Regions from separate parts of the Sus scrofa genome. Here regions 1 and 3 are each linked to region 2. The links are chromatin contacts, called in public Hi-C and HiChIP or PLAC-seq maps. All regions are on one chromosome and are shown on one strand. The core of a region is the stretch at or near the end of the contact, and the rest is flanking DNA. Distances in the headings are between cores, read along the strand shown.

Region 1 (2,795 bases), core at 112-2,611, 140 kb before region 2:
TAAACAAAATTGCTTCATATAATCTATGGTAGACCTTTCTTGTGGATGGAAAATACATTATTTTTCTAGGCAACCTGATCCTGGTTCTGCCACTAGCATGCCTGTAGTGTGGACAACCTCTCTGAGCCTCAGATTCTGTATCTATAATACCAGCAGAGGGATTAGTTGTGAAGGTGGCTCCCATATCTAACACCGTGTTTCATCTTATTTCACGAATAACCTGCAAAACTTGAATTCATAAATGCGATAAATCATAGGGTAACCTATTTGCCCTACTAATAGGCTTTTTATTCCATTTCTCAAATGATTCACCACTGAATTCCTTCAAAAAGAAAATTAACTCTGTGTCTACCATGACTTGGCTCGCCTTGACATTTCAGAAACATGGCTGTTAAAGAAAAGAGTAGCGCAGCCTGTCTTAGTCTGTTCTGGCTGCTATAACAAAAGACAGAAACTGAATAGCTTATAAACACCAGAAACGTATTCTTCACAGTTCTGGAGGCCAGAAGGCTAAGATCAGGGTGCCAGCATGGTTGGGTTCTAGTCAGAGCCCACGTTGGGGTAGCCGACTGCAATTTCTATGTCCTCACATGATAGAAAAGGCCAGGATGCTCAGCCTGGCCTCTTTTATCAAGGCACTAATCCCACTCACCAGGGCTCCACCTTCCTGATTTAAGCACCTCCCAAAGGCCCCCACCTCCTAATGCCATCATTTTGGAGATTTAGTTTCAACATAGGAATTTGGCAGGGAGGTAGGTGGCCCAAACAACCTATAGCACATCCATAGTGGAAATAGTGTAACTGCCTGTTTGAAATATTCAGGAATTCAGGATTCTGGCAGAAGGTAATAAATTATAATCACTCCCTTACACTTGCCTGCGGCCAGTCTTCCTTAAATCAAGGAAGCGTCCTTACCTGGTAAGATATTATGGACGATATTGAAGTCTCAGGCCCAGGGGACAGCAAACAAAAAGACGAGATGCGTTCTTGCCTAATGATGCACGACGAAGAAGGTTCGTTCCTTTCACTGAAGGCGTTGATAGTTCTTTCAAAGCAAACATCTCTGGTATGAATAAAACTGTCAGGTCTCCTTAGCTATTTACACTTCAGTGTAACTGCATGCATAAGCTGCTCCCCCGAGGAATCTTGGAGAGCAAGGCCTTGGAGGCCTCAGCTGGAGGTCCCAGGTTGAATAAAGACAAAAGTGGGAGCATGCATGGGTGTTGGGGGACCTGGGGATGCAAGGCTGGGGGTTAGGTGGCACGAGTGAAAGTACCATATTAGACTCTCTCCCGTTTTAGACTAACTCATGGCCAAGTACCCAGTGGCTGACACATGAGGGCGCTCAATAAATAGTCCATGAATGATTCTGGCGCTACGTCCCGGCCAGCAGGCTCTGTTAAGAGGTGTGGACGTGCTCTGCAGAAAACTGTTAGTTCCTGCCGCCCACGCGTGAGGAAGGCGCGTCAGCGAATGGAAGCAAGTTCTGAGCGGCAGGAGACCACGGCGGCTCCCTCGGCTGGCCCTAGGGAGACGGTAACTCAGGAAGATGCGGGCACCCAGTCCCCCGCATAGACGATCAGGGTCAGGATTTGGCTGAGGAGGAGCCGTTGGGCCTTTGGAACAGGTCCCAGGGCCGGTGCGGAGGCCGAAGTCGCGGTGTAGACCGGAGGCAGCGGGAGGGCAGGAAGGTGGACTCTGACCAGCGCCCCATTATCAAGCGCCGCGAAGTCGGCAGGGCGCACTCTTCAGTCCGCCCGACTGGGACGCTGCGTGCGCCGGGTCTGCGGAGCGCGCCCTTCAGGTCACTTGGAGCGCAGTGGACGCTGCAGAACTTTCTCCTGGAGATTGCGCGCGCAGCTCCGGGACCCCTGTGGATCTCTGCAAACTTTGCCCAGGACGCGTCCGGTGCGCGCGACCAGCTTTGCCTGCCGAGGGCGCCCTCCGCGACGACGCGCGCGACCGTGAGAGCGCGCCCTCCCCGACGGGGCGCGGCGGCGCGGTGGTCCCGCGCGCGGCCGACTCTGAGAAGCGCGGGGTCCCGAGTCGGAGGCGGGGCCCGCAGCCCCGCCCGCCGGGTCGGCGTCCTGCCCGGGGCGACTCCTCCCCTGGCCGCGTTGCGGCTTTACTTTCGCTTTCGTTGGAGCGGCCGCAGACCCTCGGGGCGGAGGGACTGAGACAGCACCAGTTCTGGACGCCGTGGGAACGGTAACTTCGGCCGCCGCGCTTCCGCCCTGCCCTCCTTTCGCCCGCGTTCTCCCTGGCCGTCCGGCTGCCCTCGCTCCTGCCACCCCGAGCGCCGTCGGTGGGATTCGATCCCCAGGGACTGGGCGGCCCCGACGGCTCCACTGAACTTGAGGGAGAGAGCTCTGCCCGCCCCCAACATCACTTGCTTGCTCAGCTTGTCCCTCCCTTCCCTCCTAGTCGCCGGGCTTGGGTCACCGGTGCTCTTCGGGATTTGGCAGAGAAGGGGGGATGGATTTGGAAGGGTGGGAAGGGCCTGGGCTGGCTAACAGTGAGAGCTCCCTTGTGGGGCAGCCGTGGGTTCAGTCCCCCCCTCCCCCCCACTCTGTTTCTCTGCTGTGAGGCCTTGGCCCTCTCTGTGCCCGTCTGTGTAATGGGGATAGTGGTGGGCCCGGGGTGGCGGCTGCTGCGAGGATGGAGTGAGGGGGTTGGGGCGCAGAGCAGTGCTGTCAGGGTGTGTAAGCTCCTGTCATCCCCTCATCACTGTGCCTGGTGCAGGGCGCTGGAAGATTCTTTGAGGAAGTGGAAGAAGGCAGGACTCTCAGGCTGCA
Region 2 (2,949 bases), core at 147-2,646:
TGGATTTGTATTCCCAGATGTCTTCTTCCAAAAAAGTGTCTTTTTCCAAAAAAGTGTCTTCTTCCAAAAAAGTGTCTTCAAACATGGCAAAATGACTTTAATCATAAAAGAAGCACTAATCTAAGTAAACTGAGGGTCTACTTCCTGTTACGAAAATTTTAAATAGAATTCTTATTCCGAAAAAAAACAAAAACAAAAACAAAAAACCCCTCTAACCTGATGGGATTCTAAAGCTTTGGTAATGAATATATTGGCAAACTACAAACCTTATACCTGAGAACACCTGCTATTCCATTTATACTACAATGAAATTAACAGGGGTAGCATCTGAGAAGTTTTCCATTGTGTATATTTCATTCAGGTATCTTGGCTTTTTCCAGGACTTGTTTCATAAATAAAAATCAGTAATACTTTCAACGCGAAGCCCTAATGGGAAGCATAGGGTTAACAGTTTAATTTTAGAAGGAGCTTTGTAAAATTGTTATCAAGCGTCCTTCAATTCTATTTCAACTGGACAATTGTCCAAATAATACAAACCCAACCACAGTTCTTGGGTAGACGGCTCAGCAGGTATTCCAAACATTCCAAACACTGAAGGCTTCAGTTTGCTAGTAACACTAATCACACCATAATCAAATGTGTGTGAGTCGCAAAAAGCTTAATTGCCCTTATCTGTGACTCGTGGATATTCAACAACTTCAGTGTCCTGGGTCAGTTCAATTATCTTCTTCCAGCAGCAATGAACAAACACTGCACAATGAACAAACAAAATTCAAAGATGTGAAGTCGTGCTCGCACTGAGGCCACCCACATTCCTCACTCCAGACCACAGGGGTGACCTGCCCTCTCTCCACCAGCCTCAAAACCAAAGTTTACCTGCCTGATGCCTCTCAGTTGCTCGACCTCCTCTTTAGATGTAGGAGGGTGAGAGGCCAGTGAATGGGCCCTTACCCGCTCTAGGGTAGGGAGAGGGTGAGCTGCTGACACAGCCCGCTCCGCAAAAGCCGTCAGAGCCCTTCCCTTCCGAAGACAGAGCCCGAGCCTTCAGGGATCCCCGCCGCCACCCACCTGCCACCCTCACCCCGCCTTGTGCAGCTGCAGCTGAGTCCACTTCCCTCGCGCCCCCTTCCCCTGCTCGGCTGACAATCTATTCGCGCCCGCACTTTCAGCACTGGACCGTAACAAAATCCTGCGTTTGTGTATAAGCCAAAGCCATTGGCTAGTCACTCCCAACTTTAAAAAAGCCTGCTCCTTTACCTTTCGTGTCGTGGCGGGAACAGTTTCCTGTTACCGATGTTGTGTCGAATCAGCTGATCTTGGTCTAAAAGTGGGACTTTTAAAAGAAAAAAAGTTTGTGCCCTTTTAAGTCCTACGGATTTATTTTGTTTTATTTTAGTTCTAAAACCTGCTAATTTCCAAAGTGAAGGGTTGGGGAATGGGTCTCTGAGAACTTCTAGAACGCTTGCCCAGAGGCCTTTTCCATGTTGAATCTGGCGCGCTGAATGTGCAGACTCAGCTGTGGCGTGAGGATTTAGAAGGGGCGGGGTGGTTTGGGACGGTAGTTTAATTACGTGCCTGGGAATAGTGTCGATTTGTGCTCTAGCGTTTGAAGAAAAGTGCCATTAACTTGGAGGGGGGCCGGTGGTGGGTGAGGCGAATGTACTGTTCTGAAACCGAAGGGCTGTAAGCGCTTCCCCCTTTCTCTAAACGAGGCCGTCCGGCGGGCTCGGCAGCCGCCTCTGGACGGTCCGGAGAGAACATGGCGGCGCCCGGAGCCCGGAGCTGCAGCCTGTCGGGCCTGCTCCCGGCTCAGACCTCGCTGGAGTACGCCCTGCTCGACGCCGTCACCCAGGAGGAGAAGGACAGCTTGGTCTACCAGTATCTGCAGAAGGTGGACGGTTGGGAGCAGGACTTATCAGTGCCCGAGTTTCCGGAAGGTGAGGGGCTGGCTTCAGGGTGGGGACCCCTCCCGGAACCTCCCCTTCCTCGGGGACTGCGCCCTCCCCTGAAGCGGTGGGCGAGGCGGGATTGTGCCACCGCGCCGGGGAGAGGCGCTTCGCACAGCGGAGCATCTGTCCCCCGGCGGCGGCGGCGGCGGCGGACCGTGGGTTTATGGAGGGCGGGGACCTGCATCTTCATCTCTGCAATCATCTAGATCTGCCCGGGCCTTATGTTAACTAAGTAACTTTCCCCGAATGTTTCGTTGGCATGATGCCAGTGTCCATGCCACCCTGTCCTTCCAGTCTGGTTGCCCAGCATCATCATAATTCTGCATTATCGTAGCTAACCTTTATTGATCAGTTCTTAGGGGCCCCACACAGTTTTCATCACTTTAAGGGTACTATTTTATTTAATCCTCTCTGCAGTCCATTGAAGTGCTCTTAATTAGCCTTATTTTATAAATTGGGGGACTCAGGCACGGGATCAGGGAGATTGAGTCGTTTGCCGAGGGCATCCTAACTAAGAATTACCAGAGTCGGAATCAGCAGACTCCCTTCTTCTGCCGGTTTCTTTGCTGTGCCACACTCCTCTGTTCAAAGTTTGAAACTTGTAATTTTAAAAGTCTGAATTATGACCTGTCTCCAGGGTTTGAATCCTGGCTCTGTGAATGTTTGGAGCACTAGGGAACCTGATATTCCTAGCAGTGCTGTTTATGAAGCGCATCTTATTGTGATACATGAAACCGAACTTTACCTTCTTTGGTTGGGGCTGGCATTGTTTTGCCTGGTGGTGTTGGCGTATCTCCTGGCATGACACTGAAACCACATGTATAGTTAATTGGTTGGACGTGACAGGGTTCAGTATCTCATGAGAGGTATATGGGAACCTTGGCTCTGATGACAGCCTCCTGTGCTTCTAAGCCTTTTGCTCTCTCTCCTTCAAAAGTGCTAATTTTTTTCTGTTATTAGTCCTATCTTGGTATTGTGTTATTGCAGAATTCTGTCAAAA
Region 3 (2,700 bases), core at 116-2,615, 240 kb after region 2:
CTCATTATGTCAACCAAAACGAACGTACGTTTTTGTTTGCATCGACTCAGCTCAAATGATAAAATCATGTGAATAATAAAACACCACATCCAAGTGTTATTACTGAAGGTGAAAAGTCTGAAATGTAATTAAATGTGTTCTTTCTTGGTGACAGTGTCATTTACTTTACCTTAACATTCGTGTTTCCTTAAGCCTCGCTCTCCACATTATCGACACACTGTTGCGTCACACTCACACAACCATCAGCTGGGACTGAGAAGTGTGTTTTTCCAACTGGTCTTCAGCATTAGCTGTCAGATGCACAAACGTCCCCATCCTTCCCGCATCTGCTGCACTGGAACCACAGAAGCTTCTTGCAAAAAATAGCTCCCAGAGAGCGTCCCTGACAGATGCGCGGTTTGCTCTAGCAAGGCGCTTGCTGGAAAGTTTCCTCTAACCGCTAACACCCGCCTCTGATCCCCCGAGCTGGCAGGGCGCAGGCTGGCTGGGTCCCCTCCTGACGGGGGAAGGATTTTACACACAGCCTACTAGGCAGCCCAACAGGAGAAACAATCTTGCAGCAGACTCCTTCAACCCCAGCAGGCAGACGGTGCAAGGCGCTCTGGCGCTTGGAGAACACCAAGGTCCCCACCCCGCCGCTAAAGGAAACGCGCGCTCTGCTCTGCGGGGAAACTGCGCACTGGAGGTAAAGGGGTGGCTACTTAAGCTGGGGCGCAAGAGGGAGCCAAACGCCGGAGGCGCAGGAAAGGAGAGATTGGGGGCTGTGGAAGGGGACAGGGTGGGAACCAGGCGCAGTAGGGGGCCGAGGGGAACTGGGCGCTAGAACTAGCGAGCTCAGGGAGGGGCGCGAGCGCAGGAACCCGCGGGCGCCGAGGCGGCGCTCGCTGGGCGATCTCCTCCGGACTCCCCAGAGCTGCTGAACCGCCGGGGGCGGGGAGGGGGTGAGGGGAGTTGCGCGGGGGGGGGGGGGAGAACCAGATCGGGGCGTGCCTTCGCTCGGATTGGCTGCAATAGCCTGACGCGAGGCCCCGGGGGTTGGCTCCAGGGAGTGGGAGTGGGAGCGGGGTGGGGTGGGTGCTGGGTGCCGGGGCTGCGGGTTCCGCGCGCTCAGAAACATGCTGAGGTCCCGGCAGCTGTTCCAGCAGCGACAGCGGCTCCAGCAGCAGCGGCGGCGGCGGCGGCGGCGACAGCGCACAGCTCTGGCGGGGAAGGCGCCCTGCGCCCATGCCTCCGGCCCCGCGCCGCGGCTGCCCTGACCTGGCCGCGACCTCCCTCGTCGCGCCCCGCCGCCCGGGCCTCTGGGGGGGTTCCCCGACCGCGGCCCAACTCCGCCACACCCCCCGCCCCCGGCCTCCGCAGCTCGGTATGGGCGCGGGGGCGCTCGCCCTGGGTGCCTCCGAGCCCTGCAACCTGTCATCCGCCGCGCCGCTCCCCGACGGCGCGGCCACCGCGGCGCGGCTGCTGGTGCCTGCGTCCCCTCCCGCCTCGCTGCTGACCCCAGCCAGCGAGGGATCCGTGCAGCTGTCGCAGCAGTGGACGGCTGGCATGGGCCTCCTGATGGCGCTCATCGTGCTGCTCATCGTGGCGGGCAACGTGCTGGTGATCGTGGCCATCGCCAAGACGCCGAGGCTGCAGACGCTCACCAACCTCTTCATCATGTCCCTGGCCAGCGCCGACCTGGTCATGGGGCTGCTGGTGGTGCCATTCGGGGCCACCATCGTGGTGTGGGGCCGCTGGGAGTACGGCTCCTTCTTCTGCGAGCTCTGGACGTCGGTGGACGTACTGTGCGTGACGGCCAGTATCGAGACCCTGTGTGTCATCGCCCTGGACCGCTACCTCGCCATCACGTCGCCCTTTCGCTACCAGAGCCTGCTGACCCGCGCGCGGGCACGGGCCCTCGTGTGCACCGTGTGGGCCATCTCGGCCCTGGTGTCCTTCCTGCCCATCCTCATGCACTGGTGGCGGGACAAGGGTGCCGAGGCACGCCGCTGCTACAACGACCCCAAGTGCTGCGATTTCGTCACCAACAGGGCCTACGCCATCGCCTCGTCCGTGGTCTCCTTCTACGTGCCCTTGTGCATCATGGCCTTCGTGTACCTGCGGGTGTTCCGCGAGGCCCAGAAGCAGGTGAAGAAGATCGACAGCTGCGAGCGCCGCTTTCTCGGCAGCCCCGCGCGGCCGCCCTCGCCCGCGCCCTCGCCCGGGTCCCCGCTCCCTGCCGCCGCTGCCGCAGCCCCGGTAGCCAACGGGCGCACCAGCAAGAGGCGGCCCTCGCGCCTCGTGGCCCTGCGAGAGCAGAAGGCGCTCAAGACGCTGGGCATCATCATGGGCGTGTTCACGCTCTGCTGGCTACCCTTCTTCCTGGCCAACGTGGTGAAGGCCTTCCACCGCGACCTGGTGCCCGACCGCCTCTTCGTCTTCTTCAACTGGCTGGGCTACGCCAACTCGGCCTTCAACCCCATCATCTACTGCCGCAGCCCTGACTTCCGCAAGGCCTTCCAGCGCCTGCTCTGCTGCGCGCGCCGGGTCGCCCGCGGGAGCTGCGCGGCCGCCGGGGATGGGCCGCGCGCCTCTGGCTGCCTGGCGGTGGCCCGGCCGCCGCCGTCGCCCGGGGCCGCCTCGGACGACGACGACGACGAAGAAGACGTCGGGGCCGCGCCGCCGGCGCCCCTGCTGGAGCCCTGGGCCGGATATAACGGC

The links. Hi-C and Micro-C count contacts between places; a contact is called where the count stands out from the background. HiChIP or PLAC-seq counts read pairs in DNA pulled down with a chosen protein or histone mark.
Region 1: an H3K27ac HiChIP or PLAC-seq map of alveolar macrophages shows a contact between it and region 2. The contact joins the promoter of CASP7 here to the promoter of DCLRE1A in region 2. A contact is called at or near these places in 1 of 5 promoter capture datasets (fetal liver), 2 of 47 Hi-C or Micro-C datasets (embryonic fibroblasts and heart right ventricle) and 2 of 2 datasets of contacts at active chromatin or transcription factors (alveolar macrophages and skeletal muscle).
Region 3: a contact with region 2 is called in a Hi-C map of embryonic fibroblasts, with 2.3 times the contacts expected there. The contact joins the promoter of ADRB1 here to the promoter of DCLRE1A in region 2. A contact is called at or near these places in 6 of 47 Hi-C or Micro-C datasets (brain, embryonic fibroblasts, fetal heart ventricle and 3 more) and 1 of 2 datasets of contacts at active chromatin or transcription factors (alveolar macrophages).

The regions. Positions count from the first base shown.
Region 1 is chr14:124,016,415-124,019,209 of Sscrofa11.1, forward strand. CASP7 (caspase-7) reads left to right here and starts at 1,362. Exons shown (of 7, transcript XM_021073322.1): 1 at 1,362-2,208. It also overlaps a transcript of NRAP not described here.
Region 2 is chr14:124,160,983-124,163,931 of Sscrofa11.1, forward strand. It overlaps DCLRE1A (DNA cross-link repair 1A protein), which reads right to left and starts at 1,397. Exons shown (of 10, transcript XM_013983742.2): 1 at 1,258-1,397; 2 at 1-750. The coding sequence starts at 85. It overlaps NHLRC2 (NHL repeat containing 2), which reads left to right and starts at 1,735. Exons shown (of 11, transcript NM_001243561.1): 1 at 1,735-1,937. The coding sequence starts at 1,760.
Region 3 is chr14:124,398,965-124,401,664 of Sscrofa11.1, forward strand. It overlaps ADRB1 (adrenoceptor beta 1), which reads left to right and starts at 1,366. Exons shown (of 1, transcript NM_001123074.1): 1 at 1,366-2,700. The coding sequence starts at 1,366.